2 separate regions of the Rattus norvegicus genome follow, and region 2 is linked to region 1. The links are chromatin contacts, called in public Hi-C maps. All regions are on one chromosome and are shown on one strand. The core of a region is the stretch at or near the end of the contact, and the rest is flanking DNA. Distances in the headings are between cores, read along the strand shown.

Region 1 (3,901 bases), core at 510-3,009:
CAGTGTACTAGGTACACTTATTTTATTAGTGTTCATATTTAATTAACTTTGCTGTCCAGGCTGGTTTTGGGCTCAGCGTAATCTTCTGTTTGCGAGTGCTGAGATTACGAGTTATAGAAGAGAGCCACTACACCCAGTAGCCATTTTAACTAATATCTAACTCTGATCTGTCCTAATTTACTTAATTTAGTCTTTATTTGCACATGCGAGTACATGTGTGCTATGTACTGTTTGCTGTGTAACAGTTTAATCATTTGCTATTTTAGTTTGTTTTAATGTTTATTTAAAAGTCTGTTAGCTGTCCAAGGCACAGTTCACCTCCTTGTTTAGAGCTTGACTAATGATCTTTTTCCTTGCAATTTATTATGGAAAAATGTTTCTAACAATTTTATCTGGCACATAACAATATACCTATGGAAAAATGAAGCGCACTTCACATTTACATCTGGATTTTATCATTCATATTTTACTGTACTTCTTTATCACTTTCAGGTTTGGTCTCCAAGCCATTCATTAGTTTGTTTATTTATTTTTGGATTCATTTCAGAGTAAGTGTCGATGTCAGAATACTTTCCCCCAAATAACTAGGGTTCAGTAGTTAAGAAGGTGTTGTTGTTGTTGTTCCAGTTTGCTTACGCTAGAATCTTGAGTAAGTGAAACCATATGTGTGATTCAGTCTTTTAAATAAGACTTCTTTTATTTCCTCCTCCTCCTCCTCCTCTCTATTCTTCTGTCCTCCTCCTCCTCCCCCCCTCCTCCCCCTCCTCCTCCTCCCCCTTGTCCTCGTCCTCGTCCTTCTCCTCTTCATTTCTTCTCCTTCCCCACCCCCTATTTTGGCATAGACTTTCACTGTGTAGCCCTGGCTGGTTTGAACTCCTTTGCATACCATACTGGCTTTGCTTTGAACTCCCAGATGTCTGATTCTGCCTCATGAGTGCTGGCGTGAGAGCCGTGCACTGCTATGCTTGGCTGTCTGATTTGTTTTGACACGGATCATTATTGTTGCATGTATCATTTAATTCCTTTTTTATTGTTGATTAGTATGGCATTTTGTTTGTTGGGTTTTTGTTTTTGAGGTAGGGTTTCTTTGTGTAAAAGCCCTCAAGAACTAGCTTTGTAGAGCAGACTGGCCCCAAACTGACAGAGATCCGCCTGCTTCTACCTCCCAAGCTCTGGGATCAAAGGTGTGCGCCACCATGCCCCGTGTTAGTACGGCATTTTTATCAGAATAATTTTATCTGTTCTTTATTGGCGAGTATTGGCAGTTGGGTGACTTTACTTTGACTTGTTTTCTATCATGTAGGGTTTTTTTTTGACCTCTGCACTAATGAAAACTCCCAATTGAGTATGAACAGAATCTTAAATTAAAAATTTATCAGCAGCTCCTCATGAAACGTGTTTACAAATAATGTCATTTGTGTCTTAAATTTAAATAGCTAAAATTCTCACAGAGAAAGTAGAAATGCTATTCGCCTTGGTTTGATTGGAATGCATTGTGTGCATGTATTGAGTTGTTAAAGTTTATGATGCCCATAAATATGAACAAGTACTTTATATCTACTAAAAAGAATAACCGAAATCTCTCTGTACTCAGGACCAGGGTTTTAAAAAATAAGAAATATAGATATGAAACAGTTTTTTGACTGAGAAGACAGCCCAGTGAATTCAGAGCTTGCCAAGCATGAGCACCTGACTGGGACTCTGGAACAAGTGGAACACAGTGTGTGCCTGTAGCCCAGAGCTTTGGCAGTGAGACGGAAGATACAGAGATAGCAGAGTTCCCCAAGGCCCGCGGGGCAGCAGGCTTGCTGTTTGCAGTGGTGTGTACCACAGAGAGTCACCCTGATCAAAACAAGGTGGATAGCACCTGAGCTTGACCCCCGACCTCCACGTTTTTGCTGTGGTATACATGCATTTGCACTTAGACACATGTAAAGTACATACATACACACATACACTTACACACTAAAACAAGACAGAAATCCCTAAAATGCAATTATATAATTAACAAGGCATGTATTATTCTCAAAAACACTATTATTGATTCGTATATTTCAAAATAACCTTGACAAATCATGATATAAAAAAAAATCTGTGGATACTTTACATTAGCTCACTTTCACCTACAGTTTCCCTGATTCAGTGATACAAGAGCTTCTGGTATACTGATGGTTGGCATTGCTGTATGTGGAGTAACTATGTTTTTATTAACAATAGCCCTAGTTTCTGAAATCTGATGAATCAGATTCCATAAACAGTCACTCATGCTTCCCCCAACCACTCCCTGGAAAACCCAGTTGCCACACAGGGAAAGATTTGGTCAGCAGTGACACTTGCTTCTCTAAGCAGACTTTTGCTTGTTTCTCCACTCTGAATGCTCCGCTCTAGGGGATGATTTTAAAGCTAGCGAGGAAAGCAATTATAGTTGTGGTGTGATTAATCCCAACCTCATGCTTGACTCTGAATAATCCCATAGTGAAACTGGCTGTTAGTTTTCTATGGATTGTTTTTACCCCATTGCCATCATAGTTTTATAAATGGAATAGCTTAAAATATGAAAAATGCCACTTTGATTCAATAAGTGTTCCCCCCCCCCCCCCGTGGTAGTTACTGTGTTTGAACATAACACATCAGGAAAGTGCCATGAGAGACAATTTAAAGAGTTTATTTTGGCTCAGAGACTTAGACTTTGGTCAGTCCAGGATGGCTGACTTCATCACTGTGGGACTGTGGCAAGACAGGGTGGCGGGTGCTGTTCTGGGAAACCAACAAGCCCAGATAGTGACAGAGATTTAGAGGACAAGAGATGAGAGAGAAGGAACAAGGGTGATGAGAGGAGGCAGTTATGAGATACTCCCTTTAAGAGCATATCACCTCCAGGGAGGCCTCAGATCTTCCTACTGTGTGTCACTTTTCAATAACATGGTTAAATTCCTAATCCGTTAGCAGGGCACTCTACAGATTAAGGCAGAGCTCCTGTGATTCCTTCATTTTCCAGAAGTCTCCCTTTTGAACACTGAGTTAAGGATGAAGCCTTTAACAAATGCTAGGTGCCAGGAACTTGCATTTTATATCTGAGCAATACCATCATACTAGGCACATATACCATCTATACTAGACATATATACCGTCACACTAGACATATATACCATCACACTAGGCATATATATATACCGTCACACTAGGCATATATACCATCACACTAGGCATATATACCGTCACACTAGACATATAGTTCTGTATATCTATCATAGCTCTATAAAGTTATCAAAAGAATGAAAGATACCAACTTCATTTGTAAACAGAGACTCAGGAATAGTTTGTCTTCTGTTTTTGAACATGCCTACATACCTGCAATGGTAAAAGATAGAACCATTTTTATTCACATTCATTTATAAACAAATAAATTTCTCATTGCTTGGAATATGAACGGTGTATTAAGATATGGTCAGGAGATTCGTGTAAGAAAAGGTAACAGTTGCAAAGTTATTAACAAATACGTATCTGTACTACTTTATAGAGATAGCCTAAAGGTGATTTTCCTCCTACTTTGCTATACTCTACAAAGCAGAGGAAGAAAAAGAGCTCTCTCTTCAAGGGACTTAGGTTTATTTGCTTGACTTTGAAAGACAGAATCTAAGCTAAAGCCCAATACCTATTTTGTCGTGCATAGGGTGAGTCCCAGGAATCAACCGATCTGTTACAGGTTAACACCCATTCATCACAGTGCTGGAGCAGAGACTGGTCTTCTGGTTCCCACTTAAACGCCGCCCCACCCCAACCCACCCCACCTTCTTTTTTTTGGTTCCACCAAAAAGCTCTTTAAGCAATATAGTAAGTTTGTTTTATTTACTTATTTTTAAAGGTTATTTTACTTTGTGTTTATAAGTGTTTTGTTAGT
Region 2 (3,847 bases), core at 1,093-3,592, 59 kb before region 1:
TGTGTATTATGTGTATTTGCTGTGGGTTTGTGAATGTTTAAAGTGCAGACCCGTGAAGGCCAGGAGTGGCTGGTGGATCTCCTGAAGCTGGAGATACAGGGGGTGGGATTAAAACCATGCACTGCTTCAGCAGAGGAACAGAGTTCAGTTCCCAGCACCCACCTCAGGCAGGTCAGAACCCAATACTTTCTGGATGTAGTTTTGTATGTACTTCTGTGAGTATATGCCATGTGCGTGCAGGGACCTGCAGAGGCCAGAAGAGTACACCACATTCCCTGGAGTTATAGGCTGTTAAGAGCCACCCAATGTGGGTAATGGGACCTGAACTTGGGTTCTCTGTAAGGACAGCAAGTGCTCTTAGCTACTAAGCCATCTCTACCCCATCATCTCCCACCCGAGGTCACACAAATTAGAAAAAAAAAAAGTAACATATGCCTATTTAAAGTACATCTATGACTTAGGCATTAAAGAAGGGTTTAACTTTTGTTGCTTCGCAAGTAGGTTTTTTTTTTTTTAAAGTTTTTATTTTATTTGTAAGGGTGCTCTATCTGCATGTCTATCTGTGCATTGTGTGCGCAGTGCCCAGAAAAGCCAGAAGAGGAAGTAGGATCCCCGTGGCATTGGAACTACAGACAGTTGTTAGTCACTGAGTGAGGGCTGGGACTTGAACCTGGGTCCTCCAAAAGTGCACCTAGTGCTCTTAACTGGCAAGCCATCTCTCCAGCTCCAAGACTTGTTTTTTTTTTTTTTTTGAAATCCATACCAAGAATATATGGTTGTCGTATTGGATGTCAAATGGACATCGGCGATCTTGGCTAAAGTAATTTTGGTGATAACTCAGTAGGATGTTGGCAACGACATTGCAGTATGGTTCTTAGCTAGAAGCAGCAAGTAGGAAAAGGAGGCTGAAATGGCTCATCAAAAAAAAAAAAAAAAAAAAAAGTGTCTGCTATCAAGCCTAAGGACCTGAGTTTGATCCCTAAGATCCTCATAGTGGAAGGAGAGAATTGTAGCCCAGGAGTTGTCCTCTAACTTCTACTACATGTGTTTTGTGGCATGCCACACAATACAACAAACAAGTAAATGCAAAAATAAAGTTTAAAAGACAGAAGGCACTGAGAAACAGAAGGTAATAGCAGTGGGAAGGTAAAGGTCCTGTCCTCTCTAAAAACAAAGGGGGCACATTTTCTTTTTTCAATACAAAGGAAGGAGATTTATATATTTGCTTGCAGAAAATTCCTTTCTTCTGTGTAATGTATTTCCAAGCCAAAATCTCAAATAAATGCTGAAAAAAAAAAAAAAAAGCTTTTCGAGTGACCCGACTTCTCAACCAGGAAGTTAAAGCTTCAGTACTAAACAAATCCATGACATCCACTCATCCACTCATCACGCTTCCATACTCCAAGCCGCCTTTTCCGTTTACAGCCCTGTCACCTGTCTCGTGAGAAGCTGCTACACCCTTCTCACAGTCTCCCCATCCCAGGCTAGCTCGTCCAGGCACCACCCTATAAAGAAAGCGTTCTCTTAGCGTCATCGGGGGATTTGCCCTCCACGGCCAAACCTGGGGGCTGACAAGTTCAAGTCGTCGGTACCCCACCTCACTGTAGATGTCATTTCTCGCGCCTGGAGTCCAGGGTCCGAGAACCCTACGTGGCAGGTGCACCGCTCCCTTCCGGCCCAGCTGACTAGGAAGCCCGGGTGTGAGGGGGAAGGCGCGGCCCTGGTGCACAGCAGCAGGGACACTCCTGGAGCCCCAGAGAGAGTCCCGAGCCGGAGCTATGCAGTCTGTTCCCCGGCTTTTGAGATGTCTCCAACCCGGAGACTCCCCGCCCTCACACTCACCCCGACACCTGGGCGAGTCAGTGATTCGGTGCCGGGTCCTCTCTGAACCGAAGCTGAAGCAGCAGAGAAAGCCGCGAGGACCCCGCGCTTGGAGTGCCCAACACACTGCCTGACTAGCAGCCTCCGAGGCGCCGAGGAGGTCAGCGGGACTAGAAAGAAACAACGAGCGGAAAGGCGTTCAGCGAGAGGCACGGTGTCTCCGGAGGTTGAGGCTCTGAATCTTCCACATTACTCAGGGTCTGGAGGAACAGGGAGATTGGCACTCCCTGAGCGCAGGCGCTCACCCGCAGCCTAACTGCGTTTTGGGTCCCTTACCGTAGTAAATGAGGTCCTGGAGGGACGGGACTTCAGACGCGCGTAGAGCCAATGGTGACAGACCAGAGTCACGGATTGGGCGGAGTTCAGGGAGGCGGGGCTTAGTGGAAAGGGGGCGGGGACGAGCAGAGGGGCGGGGCCACCGGGCTGAGGGGCGGGACGCGCGGCAGAGCCAAACCGCGGTGAGAGTGCGAAGATGGCAGCTGCGGACGAGCCGAAGCCCAAGAAGCTCAAGGTGGAAGCGCCAGAAGCGCTGAGGTGAGAGCAACCCTGCGTGGGGGAGGAGGGAGAAGGCACTTGCAGCGAGCCAAGGCCCACGTGGGCTGGCGCAGCCGGATGGTGACTGCGTTCGTGGGGCCAACCCGCAGGACCTGCAGCTCGGGGAGTTGCCCGCGTGGCTGCTGTTCCCCTCAGTGCCCTCTGGTTCTGGACTCTGCTCAGGTGCATACTCGGCCCTGGCAGCCATTGACCAATCAGAGCACCTGGTCCGGGGGCTGAGTCTTCCTCTGGCGCCACGTGCGAGCCTTCGCGGGCCGCGCTAGCGCGACCCTAAAGGACCTATTTGGAGCTGCATCCTTTCCTAGGGTATTTAGCGGGAAGGCGCCCGGCGCCTCCTGGACCCTGGTAAAAGATAACATTCTTGGAATTTTTTCAGTAGGCGTTGCAGAGCGTTTTGACCTTTTCTGTCAGCTCTCTGAAATTATCTTTGGAGACCCCCTCGCCCCAGGGACCCCCAATTCACCTCAGAGGCTTTGCTAGGGTAGCATTTGGCTAATTGGTTAGAAAAGTTCTTGTTTGTTTTTCTTTTTTTTCCCTTTGCATATTTGATAGGAATGGAGAGCTCTCCCAATACCTGACGCACATGTAATTGGTGTTGCGACTTTCACTTATAAAAAGCCGTTTGTTAAAAAGAAATTTCTTCCTAATAAGTATAAAGTCCGGCGCGTTCAGTGTCTGATGACTTTGAAGTGTTCATTGGAAGGCAGTGATTTTGCTACTAAAAATAGACGCATCAAACTGATTTAAAACCGTGGGGGCTCTTACTGATTATACAAAACAAATTCCATTTATTTCAACATCTCTTTATCATGTTCAAAAAGAGAGTTTATTCACAACATTTATTCACAACTGAAAAGAAAAGGTTAGTTGGGGGTCCCAAATCATGTTCTTGGTTGGAATGGTGATGACCAAATCCCTTTTAGTGGCTTTACTGTATGCCTATTATTCTTAGGTCATTGTGCATGTCTAATACTACAAACGTAAAACATGAGAAACAAAACCAACTGAGGATGTTTTATTTTAAATTTTAGATTATCTGGGCCGGTGGGATGGCTCAGCAGATAAAGGCATTTGCTGCCCAGTTGGATGACCTGAGTTCAGTCAGACTCCAGGACCCACATGGTGGACGGAGTGAACCTATTCTTCTGTTGCTCTCTGGCCCCTCCCCACTAAATAAAACAGATACTGTCTCCTTAGATTTTTCTTTTAATAAAAGTAAGAGTTTGTATATGATCCCTTTTAACAGTGCTTACCATCTGAAGTAATGGTATAAAAGCCTCTATGAAAGAAAGGCAGGGATTAATCAAATTTTATAGGTGCGGAAGCTCAAATAAAACATTTAAGGAAGGAAAATTTGAACTCAGGGCATGAGGTTCAGGCTTATTATTTTGTTCTAGTGTGTTTGCACAAC

The links. A called contact is a pair of places that touch in the nucleus more often than the background predicts.
Region 2: a Hi-C map of liver shows a contact between it and region 1, with 4 times the contacts expected there. The contact joins the promoter of Adk here to the enhancer-like site in region 1. A contact is called at or near these places in 2 of 12 Hi-C or Micro-C datasets (frontal cortex and liver).

What each region holds. Positions count from the first base shown.
Region 1 is chr15:3,234,414-3,238,314 of GRCr8, reverse strand. The region is part of intron 3 of Adk (adenosine kinase); the gene reads left to right. Among named protein-coding and RNA genes, the nearest start is that of Adk, 59 kb to the left of the region's middle. Within about 2 kb of position 1,759, at least 12 of the 93 cell types and tissues checked have an H3K27ac peak or open chromatin away from gene starts, as enhancers often do. A contact at or near this core is called in liver, where this site is marked.
Region 2 is chr15:3,294,240-3,298,086 of GRCr8, reverse strand. Adk (adenosine kinase) reads left to right here and starts at 2,342. Exons shown (of 11, transcript NM_012895.3): 1 at 2,342-2,415. The coding sequence starts at 2,354. Ap3m1 (adaptor related protein complex 3 subunit mu 1) reads right to left here and starts at 1,869. Exons shown (of 9, transcript NM_133593.2): 1 at 1,843-1,869.